Regions from separate parts of the Sus scrofa genome. Here region 2 is linked to region 1. The links are chromatin contacts, called in public HiChIP or PLAC-seq maps. All regions are on one chromosome and are shown on one strand. The core of a region is the stretch at or near the end of the contact, and the rest is flanking DNA. Distances in the headings are between cores, read along the strand shown.

Region 1 (3,768 bases), core at 550-3,049:
TGGGAGCCATGAGGTTGCGGGTTCGGTCCCTGCCCTTGCTCAGTGGGTTAATGATCCGGTGTTGCCGTGAGCTGTGGTGTAGGTTGCAGACGCGGCTCGGATCCGGAGTTGCTGTGGCTCTGGCATAGGCTGGCAGCTACAGCTCCGATTAGACCCCTAGCCTGGGAACCTCCATATACCGCGGAGCGGCCCAAGAAATGGCAGAAAAAAAAAAAAAAACCCGAATCAAATTGCTTGGCAAACCGTAGCCCATAGTGATATCTCAGTTATAGTGCTCATTGATTATTTGTTTATAATGGTTGTCTTCTCCCCATTTTTAACTGGCAGCTTCTGGAGAGAATGGAGAATAGCTTATTTATATTGATAATCTCACTCATTCATTTATTCAACACATGTTTACTGGGTTCTCACTGTGTGCCAGCCCCTTTCATGCCTTTAATGTAATGATAAATATGCCATTGTCCTTGCCCTCATGGAGCTCAAATCTTCTGGCAAATCCCCTGTAGTGTTCCAGTCCAGTGCTGATAAATGCTTACCACATGGAGGAAAACACTGAGGGTATGTAGTAGGTAAAGAGTGCTTTCCTCTCCTTGCTCTTATGAATGGTGGTCTTTGTTTCACTCAGGCCTGGAGAGGAAGCCTTATGAAGCTCAGTAGTAAATACCAACTAAGTTTGCTCATTTCTTCTTTTCTTTGCTGTAAATAACTAAAATCTAAACCATTGCAGTTGGAGTGGGTCAGCAATGAGATCCTGCGCCATAGCACAGGGAACTATATCTAGTCACTTGTGATGGAACATGGTGGAGGATAATGTGAAAAAAAGAATGCATATACATATGTATGACTGGGTCACTTTGCTGTGCAGCAAGAAATAGAACATTGTAAATCAGCTATAATGAAAAAAAAATCTAAAAAAATCCACATTTAGGAGTTCCCATTGTGGCGCAGTGGTTAATGAATCCGACTAGGAACCATGAGCTTGCGGGTTCGATCCCTGCCCTTGCTCAGTGGGTTAACGATCCGGTGTTGCCGTGAGCTGTGGTGTAGGTCACAGATGTGTCTCGAATCCTGCGTTGCTGTGGCTCTGGCGTAGGCCGGCGGCTACAGCTCCGATTAGATCCCTAGCAGGGGAATCTCCGTATGCTGCGGGTGCGGCCCTAGAAAAGGCAAAAAGACCAAAAAAAAAAAAAAAAAAGAAAAAAATCCACATTTAATAAGGATACTTTTTATATTTTTTATATACTTTTTATATTTATATTCATAATGCCTCCCATGTTAAAGATCTTTTAAAATGAAATTTCATTCTTTGCTATTTTGAAGATTAAAGATAAATCATAATCATTACCAATTTATGACACCTGTTGGTTCACAGGAACTGTTACTGTCTCCCCAAAAAGACTACTTGAATTCGTGAGAAAATTGAGCCTTCTGGATTTCCTTCAGGATGTGGCTACAGGAAATTAATTAGATGATTTTTTTATGACATCATCCTGACTACAGCACTTTGTCCAAAAACAATGCTGTTTTTCTTGGACCTTTTTGCAGACATTTTCTACACCATGTATACTAGTATATTAGTAGTATGAAACCCACACAAAGGTTTGTGGGGGTGGTGTATGAGAGAGAGACAGAGACAGAGAGAAAGAATACAGTGAGGTAATTATTTTACTTCCAGTAGTACACGAGAGTGGGTTAAAAAGTAAAAAGCATTCCATTTTAGCAGAGAGCCATATCCTCATAGGGAGTATTAAGTTCAGGAGGGAAATGCTTGGCAACCACTGCTGTGGTGTGTATCTTACAGGCTTTTCAGAAACCAGTAAGATTGTTAAGCTGTAACTCTTCAAATCACTGAAGACTGTAGGACTTGGAAAGTGGACACTTGGTTAAGAACGGAGATAGGACATCAATCCCTTGTTTGTACTCTTTGTACTTTATATATAAATCAGCTGAGTCAGACCTTTTAAGCTTGTAATGAATTATAGAAGGCTCTTTTTCTCCTACTGACAAAATAGTTATTACTTCAAAAGAAATAGCATACCCAGTGAATATGTGTGTATGTATATGTAATATATGGTATGTTTGCAAATCATTCTGCCCTCAGCTGTTCCATTTTTCCAACTATATTTTTTCAAGCTCTAAGTTACCATCACTCACTTGTTATATGTTTGGTTGTCCTCTTCCAGCCATAGCATTTTGTATCCTCTTCCTCTACAGAAACTACTCTAAGAAGTTGGAGATATAATTATGAATCCTGGTTTTGTCACTAGTGGCCATATGTTATGGGCAGACCTTTTCTGGAAACTCTCTTAGTTGCTGGTCACCATCTGTAAAGAGAAAGGCCAGATCAGATCATCTTTGAGTCATATTGCCCAATGCAGTAGCCATTAGCCACATGTGGTTATTATAAATTAATTAAAATTAAAGTAAAAAAAATAGTTCCCCAAACCACATTTTAAGTGCCCAGTAGTCTGTGTACCAAGTGGTTACCATATTGGACAACACAGAAAAATATCTATTATTTCAGAAAGTTCTATTGAGTAGTATTATTAGAGTCTCTTGTGGCTCTAATTTTTAAATGAATCAGAATACAAAGAGTACATCAGTGTGAAGCATAGAACACCTTTTTTCCATAGTGCCTGCTAATTATAGTAGATTCATCTGTATTCTCTGTAGATACACATGGAAAGAAGGAAGGTTAAGTCTCTAACAATGGCAAAATATACCAGTTCAGCCATGCATAACAATTGTAAAACAACAAACTATAAAAGTTATAAAACAAAGCAAACTGTAAAACAAATAACTCTCTAGAGGGTACTAGAAAGTGACCAAAAGCAGGCAGAAATTGGAAGAGAATTAATATTTGGAAGAAAGGAATAACACTAGATGAATTTCTTGTATTTAATGTCTTTTTCATTTTTGCTAGAGTGCCAGCACAGCCTCACAGTGCTACTAAAACTTGTATGGAAACCTATAGTCTTATTAGTTGTGGAATCAAAGGACAGAGTTTGGGCTTACAATAGCAACCAGAAAGGGAGGAGTAAATCTTGAAAAGGAGAAAGCTACATAAGAGAAGCCCAAAATCTGTGTATAAAGTCTCACCATATCCTGGGTAACCCCCGAAGTGAGTATATGAGGGCAGATTCCAACTAACTTGGCTAAGATTGAAAGAACTGAACAGAGATTTCAGCTGCTCCTCACTTTAGGGGAAACAGTTTGGTGTATGAATTCATCAGGGTTAACTATTGCAAAAACAAAAAGTCAATGCTTTATAGAATAATGTACAAAATCCTGAGCGTTGATAATGTATCATTCACAAAGTCTGGGATATATTCCAAAATTGTTAGCCATATAAAGAAATGGAAAAATGTGATTCCTAAAGAGAAAAAGCATTCATTAAGACCAACCCCAAGGTAACCCAGATGTTGTAATTAAGTGATAAGATTTTAAAAATAGTTATTATAACTATGTCCAAATATGGAAAGTAAAAATGCTTATAATGAATGGATAGAAAAATCTCAGTAGAGAAATAGAAATTATAAGAAGATAAAATGGCAATTTTAGCACTGAAAAATACAGCACCCATTGGATAAGTTTAATATAATAATAAGATGAAGGAGAAAAAAGCATGAACTTGAAGATAGGTCAGTGAAAATTAATCTAAAAATCAGAGAAAATAGGTTGAAAAGAATTAACAGAGCCTCAGTGCCTTGTGGGACAACATGTTTAATTATGTGTTACAGAAAGAGAAGATAAAGAAAATAATGGAAA
Region 2 (3,768 bases), core at 922-3,421, 150 kb before region 1:
GAGGTAATGAATGTAGGCATAGGTCCTGGCATAGAGTAGTGGCTTAAGGACTGGTACTTATTTCTTCATCTGTAATTGTTCATATTATTATCCGTAAAAGATAATAATTTCACCATTGAATTTCATACTCTTAGTCTTAGAAAGAATCTCAAAAGTAATTTGTGTTAGTTAATTGTTTTGGATATTTTAGTGACATTTATATCTGATATTGTTAGTGTCCATTCTGCATATAATCACCCACATCAGCCAATACTGCTTAATGTATTATAAAACTCTGAGAGTAATAAGTTACACATTGTTGGAACAATGGAGCGATGATGCATCAGTTGCTATTATTTTGAAAATCAGTTAGTATGTTAGTAGCTTAGGCTACCTATTAATTCCCAGCTATCAAAGTAGCCTCATGGTGGGATAAGAATTGCTAGGCCTGTTGGATGACAAATAATAGAATTATATAGTACTTTGTATTTGGAGATGTATCTCCTTAAATAGGATGGAATCATTTTACAGAAGATGAATGAAATCCAATTTCTATAACAATATTTTTTTATAATATTATTGCTAAATATAGAGGAGTGGAGTCCAGTCTTGATTAAAATTTTTATCTAGTCAAATACCTTAAATCTTTTTCCTTCAAAGTCACACTTTTAGATTTTATAGCCCTTTGGTTTAGAAATCTTTTCTATTCCTTTTTTTCTCCTGATATAATTCACAAATCTAGGTTGTTTGAAATGGTTTCCTGATTCGATAGGTCTGTTCTAGCTCTGATGCCTTGGAAGCTGCTGGGGGCCTCTGAAACTGTATGCTTGCTTTTACTTTTTTGCTTTGGAGCAGATGTCGTGGCACTAAGACCCAGAAACCATTTGCTCTGTGTGGCTGGAGCTGGGCAGGCTGTGCTTGCACTAAGGGAAGGAAGTCATTAGTGCAGACTGAGCTGTGGAGTTGGGTTCTTGCAGGATTTCCTTCCAGCCTTTCCCCACTAAGGTTCTTGGGAATTAAAAAAAAAAATCTAAACACACAAACCAAGTTTTCCTATTTACAGTGTTCAGGGAAGGTAGGCATTTCGGAAAGAGCAGATCCTTTCCCCAAGTTATCCAAGAAGGAAGAGAAAACAACAGCGTAAAGAAGCTCTGATTACAGATCTTTGGAATTTTCTTTGCTAAATTTTACAAACGAGAAATACACCCAGAATTTTGGGAATTGCTCCAGGCTGCGCGTGAGGGTTTGATTGCTTGTCTAATCTTTTTTGAGAAGAGGAGAATTCGCCAAAAGGGGTTTGGATGGCAGAAGCCCGGCTGGGTTTCTGCAGCAGCTTGCGTGCTCGATCTCTCTGAGGGAGGGTCTCTGTAGCCGGCTTGGAGACCCCCTGCCGCAGGCTTCTTTCGCAGACACTGGCCTGAGGGGAAAATGCTCCGCTCTGGCTGGAGTACGCTGGTTGCTGCTGGGACTTCCTAGCCCGGTGGGAAGTGTGATCGTGGTTTGGGGATACTTTCCATTGAACTGAAGGCGAAAAGACTGGACTCTCCTGGGCTTTCTCCCTTCACAGTGAATATGGGAAAGAATTAGGGGGTGGGAGGGAGGCAGCATGACTTGCAGTCGCGGCTGCCCTGCATCTGCCCCCAGCCCCCAGCCAGCATCTTGATGTTCCACGTATCGGCTGTACAAATATGATGAAATGGCAGCCCCGGAAGAAGGTAAGTGTCCCGGAATGGGGACGGGGCCCTGATGCCCGACTCAGGGAGGGGTGACAGGGGGCGGTTGCCCTCGGGCCCCTCCACCCCTTCCATAGTTTGCTGGCCGGGCAGGTCCAAGCAGATCTGTCCCTTTAGGTCTTAGGCCAGTCCCTTAGGGACGAGTTTACCAAGTCTGGTCTGCATCCACTGCCCTCTTAAGTTTTTCCTTCTTGGTATGCTGGGACTCTCAAGGGTGACAGCTCAGAAACATCCCTCTGCTTTAGAAGCCTGGCGGAACCAGCGACACATTAGCTTTGCAGGAGCCAGTCAAGAGCTGCCAGGGTCTAAGGACTCGGTGGCGCCTCGTCTATGGGGGCCATTTGGGGCTGTATCCCCGGCACATTCCAGTGTCCCCTCAGGTGGCTTTGTAGCACCTACTTCCCCAAGGGGTTAATAGGCTCTGAGCCGCTGGCAGCCGCTTCCCCAGGGCCCCGCTGGGGGGCGAGCATCCCTAGTACAACCGCCCAGCAGCTGGTTCCCGGGCAGGGGGGCTGAGGGGCCTCCAGTGTGAGGGCCGGGGGCTGGGCCTTCTGCCCGCGGGGCTCCTGGGCGCCGCGTGGGCCCGCATTGAGTGCACGCGCCGGCCATTGTCACGGGTGTGTGTGCGTGTCAGCGTGCACGGGCGTGTGTGCATCGATCGTGGGGAAGAGGGGGAGGGGGCACTTTGCTTTTTGTGAGATTATTTCCTAATATGGCTCCTTTGTTGAGAACTCAAGGAAAAAAAAAATCCAGTGGTTCTATGAAAATAAATTGCTATTGGTCCCAGAAATAACGTTTCTAAATGTGGGACCGGTCGCTACCCCAGGACGTTCAGGGAGAAAGACAGCTTTCTTCAAGTTGTTGGCGGCTGTAGCTTTGGTTAGGGCTCCCTTTTGCTAACTTGTCTGTCTGGCGCTGTTAGGTGAACCTAGTGGTTCCCTGCATAGCAGGACTTTTCCCCCTTCTTCAAATACCTCATTTGGCCGTGGTTTTTATTGACATTCTTCCGAAGGAAAACATAGCAAACTGAATGTGCTGTGCCCCTCCCCAGCAGTGACCTGTCTCTGTTAGCAGCTGCCTGGTGTTTTACTTTAACTAGCTAAACTGACTCTTTCTTTGTGGCATGATGTGTGATACCATGTTTTACATCAGAGATGAAATAGAAATCATGTGTGAAATGCATAAGAAGATATTGTGCATTTGTTTTATTACTAGAAAATCTAACAAACCCTCCTTCAGTACAGCCTGGTGAATTGAAAGATTTTTTTTTTTTTTTTTGATATCTAATTTGCTGCCTGAAACGAAGTCATTTCTACCTCATTCTGAAGTCAGAATCTCTCATATATTAGTTCTTATCATGGAGCTTCTTTCAGTGAGATTGGTTTCATTTATTTCAGTTAGATCAATACGTCTCCCCCCCCCCCATAAAAATCAGTTAGGATGAGGAGAACCCATAGAAGTAACCATATAATTAAGCAATTAAACAGATGCTGTGTATTCCTGAAGCCCTAACTCCAATTTCTTCTGTATTTGTAAATTACATATTTATGAGTACTTTTAAGATGTCTGCAAACTATACATTCATAAATGTCTGTTTTCTCTATTGTACCCAATATGCAGTAACTCATGTGGTTATGTCTGTGGAAACCCCTCTGGGTACTGGTATTGCTTGAACCACGGAAGTATTATTCTTGGCAGTCAGGTGTATTTCTGGACTCTGGAAGATTCTGTTTCAAGTGTTAGGATTCACTCTGCAGTATTTACTCACTCTCCGATGCTTAAATTGCTATACCAGAAGGTTGTGTTTATTCACTGTGTTCATAATCCCAAATCATCATGTTATAAGGATCCAGATATCCAAATTCTGCAAAGTTCATGGAAGATTAAAAAATAAGCTGAGCCATCAAATACTGTGTGATAATTTGGTGATGGCTTGAGAACCATTCCTCCTTCTTCTGCATGGGATTGGAATCTTCCTTGAAAGAGTATTCAACTTGGGTAGGGCACCAGTAAGCCTTTGCAAAGATTAGGTTCATTTTTTCACTCTTGCAAGAAT

The links. HiChIP or PLAC-seq counts read pairs in DNA pulled down with a chosen protein or histone mark.
Region 2: a contact with region 1 is called in an H3K27ac HiChIP or PLAC-seq map of skeletal muscle, with 5 times the contacts expected there. The contact joins two enhancer-like sites. A contact is called at or near these places in 1 of 47 Hi-C or Micro-C datasets (fetal heart ventricle) and 1 of 2 datasets of contacts at active chromatin or transcription factors (skeletal muscle).

What each region holds. Positions count from the first base shown.
Region 1 is chr14:45,589,217-45,592,984 of Sscrofa11.1, reverse strand. The region is part of intron 5 of TTC28 (tetratricopeptide repeat protein 28); the gene reads left to right. Among named protein-coding and RNA genes, the nearest start is that of TTC28, 330 kb to the left of the region's middle. Within about 2 kb of position 1,799, at least 5 of the 83 cell types and tissues checked have an H3K27ac peak or open chromatin away from gene starts, as enhancers often do.
Region 2 is chr14:45,734,819-45,738,586 of Sscrofa11.1, reverse strand. All of the region lies in intron 2 of TTC28 (tetratricopeptide repeat protein 28), which reads left to right. It also overlaps a transcript of CHEK2 not described here. Among named protein-coding and RNA genes, the nearest start is that of TTC28, 190 kb to the left of the region's middle. Within about 2 kb of position 2,171, at least 62 of the 83 cell types and tissues checked have an H3K27ac peak or open chromatin away from gene starts, as enhancers often do.